Regions from separate parts of the Hordeum vulgare genome. Here region 1 is linked to region 2. A link is a contact called in public Hi-C data. All regions are on one chromosome and are shown on one strand. The core of a region is the stretch at or near the end of the contact, and the rest is flanking DNA. Distances in the headings are between cores, read along the strand shown.

Region 1 (4,790 bases), core at 806-3,305, 110 kb after region 2:
AATCAGTGAGTCAGAGGGGTTGACACGCGATAAAGCATCAGTGCCAACATTCTCAATGCCCTTCTTGTAGCGGATGCGGTAATGCAAGCCAAGCAGTTTGGCGAATGCCTTCTGCTGCCAAGGTGTCGTCAGCCGTTGTTCCTCCAAATGAACTAGTTTTTTTTGTTAGTGAGGATGTCGAATTCCGCATGCCGAAGATAGTGTCGGCATTGGTCAACATCCACAATGATTGTGTAACGCCCGGGACAGACCCGCCGGGGTCATCACTCCTGGCGGGATCTAAACTGGCCTCAGATACCAATACAAGTCTTTTCTGCACACTTTGTCCTCACTCATGTGCACCCGGAATCAACTTCCCGGTCAGTCACCCATCCTAGAACTACTCCAAGCCAAGCACGCTTAACCTAGGAGTTTTGTTTGAATGGGCTCCCGAAAAAGAAGCAATTCCTTATTGATATGTGTAGTCTATCATCCCTAATAAGCCACGCTAGATTGCCAGGTACTCCTTCTCATAAGTGGAGAGGCCTTGATAACGTGGACTGAGTGCCTTGCTCATGAAAGCAATCAGATGACCGTGCTTCCCAATGGCTCCAATGTCGCGGTCGCTGGCGTCCGTCTCAACTCTGAACTGCTGCTTGAAATTGGGTAGAGCCAGTACAGGGGCTAAGACCAATTGTTGCTTGAGCACTTGGGATGCAATTTCAGCGACGGGAGTCCAGAGAAATGGAACGCCTTTCTTGGGAAGATTGAACACGGGTTGTGCGATCATGCCGAAATTCCTAACAAATCGGCGGTAGTATCCTACGAGACCCAGGAAACTCCATTTGCTGCACAGACCTTGTAGCTGAATGTTATTCATGGACTCACAAATAGTGGACGCAACATCATGGCCTACCTGCCTACCCACCTGGCTTTGATACCAGATGTTAGGGAACGAGTGGTGGATACACTCGATCTACTAATTGAGCTCACGAATTCGAGTCATAGGTAGCGATTACAACCGGATTACATGAATTGGGAAAGGGGATCGCTGGTAGGAGGAAGAACAGGTAGCCATCGCCGTCGGCTCCATGATCCACTGGATGTCGTTCCCCTCTGTGCGCGTGGCTTCAAGTACTGCCGCGGCTAGCTTCAGCTGGCCCAAGCCGGCCCGTGGTAGTAGGGGTTGGGCCGTCTGGGCTGCACAGGTGGTTCGGCAGTGTTGGATTAGGGGTTTTCATTGCCCTCTGGATCCCCCATGTCAGGTACGCTAACACCAACCTCGCCCAAACCATGATTCCCCTCGCCTCGAAGCCTAGCCGCCGCCGCACGTGCATCATCACGGCCCGATGCACCGCCCCTGTCGCAGTGCATGTAACAACCCGGAAGCGATGCTCCAGCAGATTCCCCTTTTATTCCGTTGTCGCTGTGTGATTATTTTGTTCGTCGCATTTATCATCGCATTATGCGCATCATCCGCATTGGGTCGACACTTTGTTGCCTTCATTTTTCAAAACTTGCATCTGTTATTAGTTGTTGGTTCTATCCATTTTGTCGTTGACCGTTTCAAGACCAACCACACACGCACGCGCCCGTAACATCGTTAAAATATTTGTTTTTAAAATTATGTATGAAACTTTTTCAGATTGGGTTGAAACTTGAAGTGCGGTCTTTATCATAGTATAGGTAGGTCGCGTGCCAAATTTCGTCGCATTCGTAGTTTGTTTCTTATCCGAACCATTAAACCTAGAGAGACACTAGAGCCGGTTTATTAACGGACGTTTTTTGATTTTATAAACTTTGTGTCGGGCTGCAAAACTTTCCTCTCATCCCGCCTAACCCATCTACACAGCCCAACCTAATCCATCATAGCCCACCTAGCCACCCCTCCGCTTCCGAACCGTTCGATCGTGATCAAACGATTCAAAAACGATGCAAAAAACCAAACCCTAGCCTCCCTGCTATTTATAGGCAACCCCAACGTCCATTTTTGGCCTTCCCAGCCCCTCTCCTTGAAATCCGGTGCCGCCCACTTCCCCTTGGCCACTTGGCGTCGTTGTAGTCGCCTCTGTGGCCAACTGAAGGGTCCCACATCAGCCCTGGCGCCGCCCCAGCCACTGCGGCCTGCCACGGCCCGCAGCAGGCCCGCCATGGCCCGCGGGCCCCACGCCTTGCACGCCCCGCGCGTGCTCCTGCGCCTCCCTGGTGCCCTGCGTTCACCTGCCTCATCGGAGCCCCGCGCCGCCGCCTGCGCTGCAAGTCGCCGCCCCATAGCCGGTCGTCGGACCCTCCCCGAGCCGGATCCGATCGCCCGCGCCCGTCTCTCTTCTTCCGAGCTCTCTCCCCCTCTCCGTGACCCCATTTCTCTCCTCTCCGCTCGCAGGAATCAGCCGCCATGGATTGTCCTCCCCGCCTCGTCGTCGCCGGGTCTCGCCGGATCCGGCAGCTCCACCTCGGGATCGGCCCGTTCCCCGCCGGATCCGCGTGTCCCAGGCCTCCTCCGCGCCTCGTCGTCGCGCCAAGCCGCCGCCGGCGCCGTTGACCGCGCCACCGGTCCTTGCGAGCGCTCGCTCGTGCGAGCCTGTTGCTGGGGAAGACAGCCAATGGTCTGTTATGTAGCTTATCCATTAGACCTATTTGAGGAGGGAGCATAGCATCGGGCCAGCCTTGCCCGCGTTGTGGGCCGCCAGCCGTCGGGGCCGCATCGGACGGCCTGCCCGCGCAGCCGAGTCGACCCCAAGCCCAGCGAGCTAGCCCAGCTCGTCCAGGCTAGATCTGGCCTAGGGTGAGCTCCCCTCTATGCCTCGCCCATGCACATTTTGTTTATCCAACGACCTGCCGTGTTGACCCAACTCTGTGCAGATTAGGCCCGTGCCATGTCTTTTTCCACATGTGAAATTGTCTAATTTTCAGGATATTGCATAATTGCATATTATTGCATAATTTTAAATTGCTAATAACTAAATAATCGTGCATCGTATGAAAATATTCTAGCTATGTAAAATGACTAAAAATTTATGTTGATTAATAATTTCCAAATTTCATGCATGTTTAAAGTTGTTTGACCTACTGTTTGCATTGATTTACGTGATGCCATATTAAAATGATTTAATGCATAGCAAATTAATCGTGCATCGGATTAAAATAACGCCAACATGAAAAATGCTTAAAATTTCATGTAGATTCACAATATCCAACTCTCTCATGTGTTTCAAATGTTTAAACATGATGTTTAATTAAATTTGCGTACATGTCATGTTAAAACGGTTTGTCTCATATGTGATTAACCGTATCTCCGATTAAAATGTCCCACATATATAACTTGGTTAGAAAAATATGTAAAATAACATGGTAGCCTTTATTTTTTTGTTTAATAACTCTAAAATTTTATTATAGGCATAACAATATCGAATCTTAATTTGCATGTGGGGACTTCCCGGAATTGTTATTTGTTATTCCGATCTCATTTAAACTTGTGTAGAATATCATGTAGCTTCATAATATCTTGTGAGTGCATGATTTACCATGTTGTGGGTCTCATTTGCATGCATTATGCATTCATGTATATCATGTTGTGTTGGTCATATCTTTTAAACAATAGCTCCGTTTTAGGTAATCTATATATGTAAATCGGCTAGAATGACGTGTAGAATCACATGATCCACTTTATTTTGCTGTTTAATAAACATAAAATGTGTTTAGTTCAGATATAGACAGATTTTAAAATTAACACATGGGGTCATACCGAAAATACCATAAGTTGTTTCCCACCTAATTTAAAATGCCTTACTAGATAGTTTATTTATGCTTCACTGCTTGCCATGCTAAACAACATTAACATTGATGAGTACCTAAACGAGAGTGAACTAAGTATTTGAACGTGGAGCTTCGACAATACGCAACTCGTTGCATATTGAGCTTCACTTAATGTGTAGCATTTGATTGTGGTGGTTGTCATGCCTTGCATAATTAAACCGAACATGCATCATATTTGATTGTGCATCTTGTCATGAATATGTGTGGTGTTATCGCGTGTTGATTGTTGTTCCGGATTGTTTCTTCTCGATACAGTTCCGAACCGCTTAGGAGTGTGAGGATTTGTTCAACTACGCTGGTTCATCTACTTCACGGATTCGTTCTTCTTCCTAGCGGGATTACATGCAAGATGACCATTTCGCTAGATACCATTACTATCATTGTCATGCTAGTTGTCTCGTTTCTTTCACTATGTCTTGCTGCCTACCACATGTTTAATAAGCCTCCCAACATTGCCATGAAAACCTCTAACCCCTACACATCCCAGCACAACACTGTTTGGCTACGTTACCGCTTGCTCAGCCTTCTTATAACATTGCTAGTTGCAAAGTGAAGTTGCTTCCATGTAAAAACATGGGTTCCTTGTTATATCACCATATTATTGCTATTTAATTTAATGCACCTATATACTTGATAAAAGGTGGAAGGCTTGGCCTTTTAGCCTGGTGTTTTGTTCCACCTTTACCGCCCTAGCTACTTGTGCACCGGTGTTATGCTCGATAATTGATCGCTCCTAACATGCTTGGGGTAGTTATGGGACCCATAGATTATCGTTTTGGGATAATATTCATCTGGCAAGGCTCAACATTGGTACTACATTTGCCTAACAACCTAAAAAAATTGCATAGGGAATTTCCGAACCCCGTGGATAATTAATGAACCACCGGCCAGCGCTTCGCATGAGTGTTAGTCCAACCTGTCAACCGTCGCTGGCTACCACGGGCAACTCTGTTATTGGCCTACTAGAAATTTGGACAATCTGTCGTGTCCAGAGA
Region 2 (4,840 bases), core at 1,771-4,270:
TATACTATATATTACCATAAAGTATACAGTAAAAATTGAATGCATTGGAAGTGGATGAAGGACCTGGGACCTGTGCCAACTGTAATATCCAATGGCCAGAGCCTTCATCACATCGCCACGAACCAAGAAGGCAGGGGAGAAATCAAACCCAAGAAGAATGGAAGGAGTTTAGGGAGAGAATAGTAGCTAGAACAGCAGAGGACTGCTTGCTTGTCATCGCCGGCGGATCCACGAGGAGCACAGCAGAAGAAGGGCAGATCCAGTGGAGGAACACAGCAGCAGAGGAGGACAACAAGAGAGGAGCACAAAAGCAGAGGGGCGGATCCAGGGGAGGAGGAGAACAAGCAGAGAGTGGAGCAGAGTGCTCCTGGCCACCGGTGGCGGCAGCCGTGGGCGGCGGTGGCCTGGTCCCAGGTGAGGCTGTCAGGTGCTTGTTGTGGAGGAGCCTGGAAAGCTAGGATTGCAGATTTTCCCTCCCGAGGGCTGCTCACTTATCCCTAAAAGATTGAGCCGATCGGCTCAAACACGATGACTACTGAACTAGTCCACGACTAGTTGCTTCACCCCTCGACTCACAGAGCTAGTCTACACGAAGAACCTAGTAGACAATCCGTCTGAGACTACTAGACTAGTTGCGCGACTAGTCAAGACTAGCTGTTCAACTCATAATCCTTGCACTGCAGGCCAGCTGGACAGAGAAATATGTTTGTTGGAAAACCAGATTCTGGCTGGGTCAGTTGCAGGACGGCCTTCTCACTGAACCAGAGCTGAGCAGGCTGCATTTTTTTTCTTGTTGAACCACCAGTTACCTCTCAATTTTTTAAACTAGGATAAGTGGAATGGTGGTGGTGAGGGTGGGGGGTCCCTGTCTTGTCTCCACAGTGTCCATATTTATTGTAGACTAAAACATCCTATAAAATTGACTTTGCAATAATATACGACCTAAAGTTAATTTGGTAATTTTTAAGTTACTGTTTTGTCCACAAAACAAGCAATGCCCGTTAGAGAGGGTATAAAAAATCACTTGTTCAACAAATAAATAAACAAGTACAAAAGCTCAAGATCATCACAACTTTTCAATTTCTCTCCCTGGCGGACAAACAGCTAGCAGAACACAAGCAATGCCTTCATCCACATCAAACTAAGAAATGTCGAGCATGCTGTAGTATTAATTTAACAGGCAAAGAAGGGCTTCTTTGATTCAAAGGATTCTCAAATGAATTTTGGAGGATTTTAATCCTTAGGAATTTTTCCTCTATGGGTTATTTGATTCATACGATTGTAAACCATAGGATTTTTTCCTTAGATTATTTGCACTAGATTTCATAGGAAATTTTCCATCCACTGCAACCTCCTTGAAATAATCCTACATTTTTCCTGTGCACAAACAAGCATCCTTACGTTTAGAGGTGCTTTGGCAAATACAGTGGCATGCCACTCTATTCCTGTGTTTTTCTATTCCCACATTTTGCAAATCCTGTGAATCAGAGAGGCACAAAGTTCAAACATGCGAAAATTTATTCAGTAATAATTAACACATAAATCTAAAAAGTGCTACGGAAACCATGATACTCCAAAACCTTCTCATTTCCACAATGGTACTAGAATATCCCAAGGGGAATTGCCCTCACGTTCAACATGAGACGTTGTGGCCTGCCACAAGTGTCTTGCGTTGCTAGATCACTGGCCCCCAAAAAAATCATACCTCTATAGCTCACACACCTGCATGCTCTGCTAAAAGTTCATGTGTACAACTGCTCAAACTCCTACCAGCTTACCACTAGAGCATCAAAATTCACGCATAACGAATTTAAGAGACACCTATCATGGCGATACAGTCATAAGATTATACTCCCTCCGTTCCAAAATATAAGACCTTTTAGAGATTTCACTAGAAGACTACATACGGGGCAAAATGAGTGAATCTATATTCTAAAATATGTCTATGTACATCCTTATGTAGTTCATAGTGCAATGTCTAAAAGGTCTTATATTTAGGAACGGAGGGAGTATAAAATATGAGTGAGATGCTCGAGGTAGCTAGATTAGCCACACAGACACTTCCATGGTCAAACAAATGTTTCAAGCTTATTAGCAATACATGGACATTCTAGAGACACGCCATCGATTGAATATGCTAGAATGTATACCTTGCAGTTTTCATTACCATGTATATTTATGTACTCATCCGTGTGTAAACAAGATTTACAAGATCAAAACTTCGGCAAACAACATATACAAGCACAGACCGCAATTCTACGAACACAACGAAACTACAAAGAAACACCAGATATTATTTCTAGTCTCTACAGGCCCACAGACCCACAAAAAAAACGGTAAATAAAAAACATTTTACTGTAAACCCATAGAATGTTAATTCAAGTGCCCAGGAAACCCCAATCCTACCACAATCAATCTCCAGAAACCTAAATACAAAATTGTCCGGCAAACCCTACTACCCTTATATGCTATTAAGATATTTTCCACTTCAAAATCAAAAGCACGCCCCAAATCCACAAACCTAAACCACAAGAAAAAACTGAATTATTATTTAATTATTAAAAAATACAATCACACCCAAGTAGGTCAAAACCCTCGTGTCACGCTCCGCAACAAGGCAACGGCCGCAACATCGGATTGCACGGAAACCGCTCGGGTAGCGAACCAGAAGAAGGGAGGTTACGGACGGAATTTGCGGAGACGCCGAGGTCGCGCTACGACTAGTACCTGGCAGCGCTGGCGTTTCTGCTGCTGCACGGCGTCCCAGGCGGCGGCGTCGGCGGCACGGCAAGACGACGCGCCCCCTTGCATGTGCGGGTACCTGGGATGGATCATGGAGCCGATCAAAAAACTGCTTGGAAACACAATCGACGGCTGATTCTTCGAAGGGGGGGGGGGGGGGGGGGCGCACTCGGAGGCGTCCATGGCGAGGTCCAATGGGTGTCACGGCAAGTGGCGGGGGAGGGGCCGAGTGGGGGGTGCGCGGACGAGGGCGAGGGCGTTGTGCGCGTAGCGGTGCGCAGGGGCGGACGCAGAGTAACATTAGTCGTGTGCCGCCACCGACCGTCGATGACGCGAGCTCCTTGCGGGACCAGCCGGCAGTGAGATCACACGCCGGTGGCCCACGCGTGAAGGGGGCCTTTTCCTTTTTATTTTTGTTTCCGTGCGGCGACGACTACTACCGGGCCTGGGAGGCGGGCTACGGCCACCGAGAAAGCGACCCACGCGCGGGGAAGCCAAGGCCGGAGTCCGGGTTCGGGCCCGAGGTCAGTGAGAGAGTGGTATGAGGATAGGCCTACCGAGGGGAGCTGCTCGTGCTTTCAGGTTGCCCCTCTGTGCGAAGGGCCATCTAGAAGGTTCTTGAACCGGGTTTTTTCCTTTTTTTTTCTGGGCCGGCCCAGTCGGGCGACCCCCTATGCATCCGCTCGGCCGTTGGCCGTAACGAGCGGCGCATAGGAGGTCCCCTCTTTCAGCGCCGGTACGGGATAGTGGCGCTTTAAGCGCCTCGAACTTGGGCCGGCCCAACGCGGGTGCTCGCTCGCTCCACTGCTCGATCGCTCTGTAACCTCCCTGATTCATTTGTTACTTTTTCAGTCACGGTTGAACCATCAACCTTTAACCAGTCAACTGTTGGATTAAAAAAAAATCATGAATTCAAAAATATTCATGAATTTCCAAAAGACGTTTACAAACTTCAAAACACTGACAAATTTAGTCAAAAAACATCAAATTTAAAAAACTTCACAAAATTTATAAAAAATATCGAATTTGAAGAAAAAAGTTCATCAAATTTGAAGAAAAAAGTTAATCAAATTTGAATAAAAAAAAGTTCAACAGATTTTAAAAAAGTTCATCAATTTTTAAAAAAATGAAAATGTAAAAGTTCATCGAATTTGAGCAAAAACAGTTCATTGATTTTGAAAAAAATTCACGAATTTTAAAATATGTTCCCCGATTTTCAAATAAGTTAACTGATTTCAAAAAACGTTCATAGATTTAGAAAAAGTTCACAAATTTTAAAATAATGGAAAAAGTTTTGAAAAGTTAATGGATTTTTAAAAAGTTCATCGGATCTAAAAATAGTTCATCAAATTTGAAAAAAGATTATCAAATTTGAAAAAGTTCATCGAACCTGACAAATATTCAGTGGAATAAAAAAACTGATTTTTAAAAAAAATTATCAAAATTGAAAATAGTTCATCAAGTTTGAAAAAAGGTTCATTGAATTTGAAAAATGTTCATGTATTTTCGACAAAACAATCAATGAATTTGAAAAAAGTTCATCTGATTTGAGAAAAGGTTCACCAAATTTGTATAATAACTCATCAAATTTGAATAAAGTCAAACAATTTTGAAAAAATTCATCAACATTGACAAAAATAATGGATTAAAAAAGTTCTTCGGATCTGAAAATAGTTCACCGAATTTGAAAAAAAGTTCATCGAATTTGGAAAAAGTTCATCGAACTTGAAAAATGTTCAACGAAACTAAAAAAATGATTTTCAAAATTTCATGCAATTTGAAAATAGTTCATCAAGTTTGGAAAAAAATCTTCAAAATTTACGAAAACAAATCATCGAATTTGAAAAAACGTACATCAAATTTGAAAAAAAAAATCATCAATTTTAAAGAAAAAATCATGAATTTGAAACAAAATCATCATACGAGAAAGAAGAAGGAAAAAAAGGAAAGAGAAAAAAACAGAAACGACAAAAAAGGAAAAAGGAAGAAAGGAAAAAAACAAAGGAAGGAATCTTTATCTTTACCTAATAATAAAGAGGCTATTGTTTCTGTCGGAAAACCCGCCGTGATGATTTTACAAAAAAGCCCTTGCTATTTA

The links. Hi-C and Micro-C count contacts between places; a contact is called where the count stands out from the background.
Region 1: a contact with region 2 is called in a Hi-C map of leaf, with 2.1 times the contacts expected there. The contact joins the enhancer-like site here to the promoter of LOC123427740 in region 2. A contact is called at or near these places in 4 of 6 Hi-C or Micro-C datasets (leaf, seedling and an unstated tissue).

Annotation. Positions count from the first base shown.
Region 1 is chr1H:157,970,051-157,974,840 of MorexV3_pseudomolecules_assembly, forward strand. No RefSeq gene overlaps it. Among protein-coding and RNA genes, the nearest start is that of LOC123427766, 100 kb to the left of the region's middle. Within about 2 kb of position 2,056, at least 3 of the 3 cell types and tissues checked have open chromatin away from gene starts, as enhancers often do. A contact at or near this core is called in leaf and seedling, where this site is marked.
Region 2 is chr1H:157,857,728-157,862,567 of MorexV3_pseudomolecules_assembly, forward strand. LOC123427740 (probable ubiquitin-conjugating enzyme E2 25) reads right to left here and starts at 3,021. Exons shown (of 7, transcript XM_045111869.1): 1 at 2,912-3,021; 2 at 2,728-2,821. The coding sequence starts at 2,925.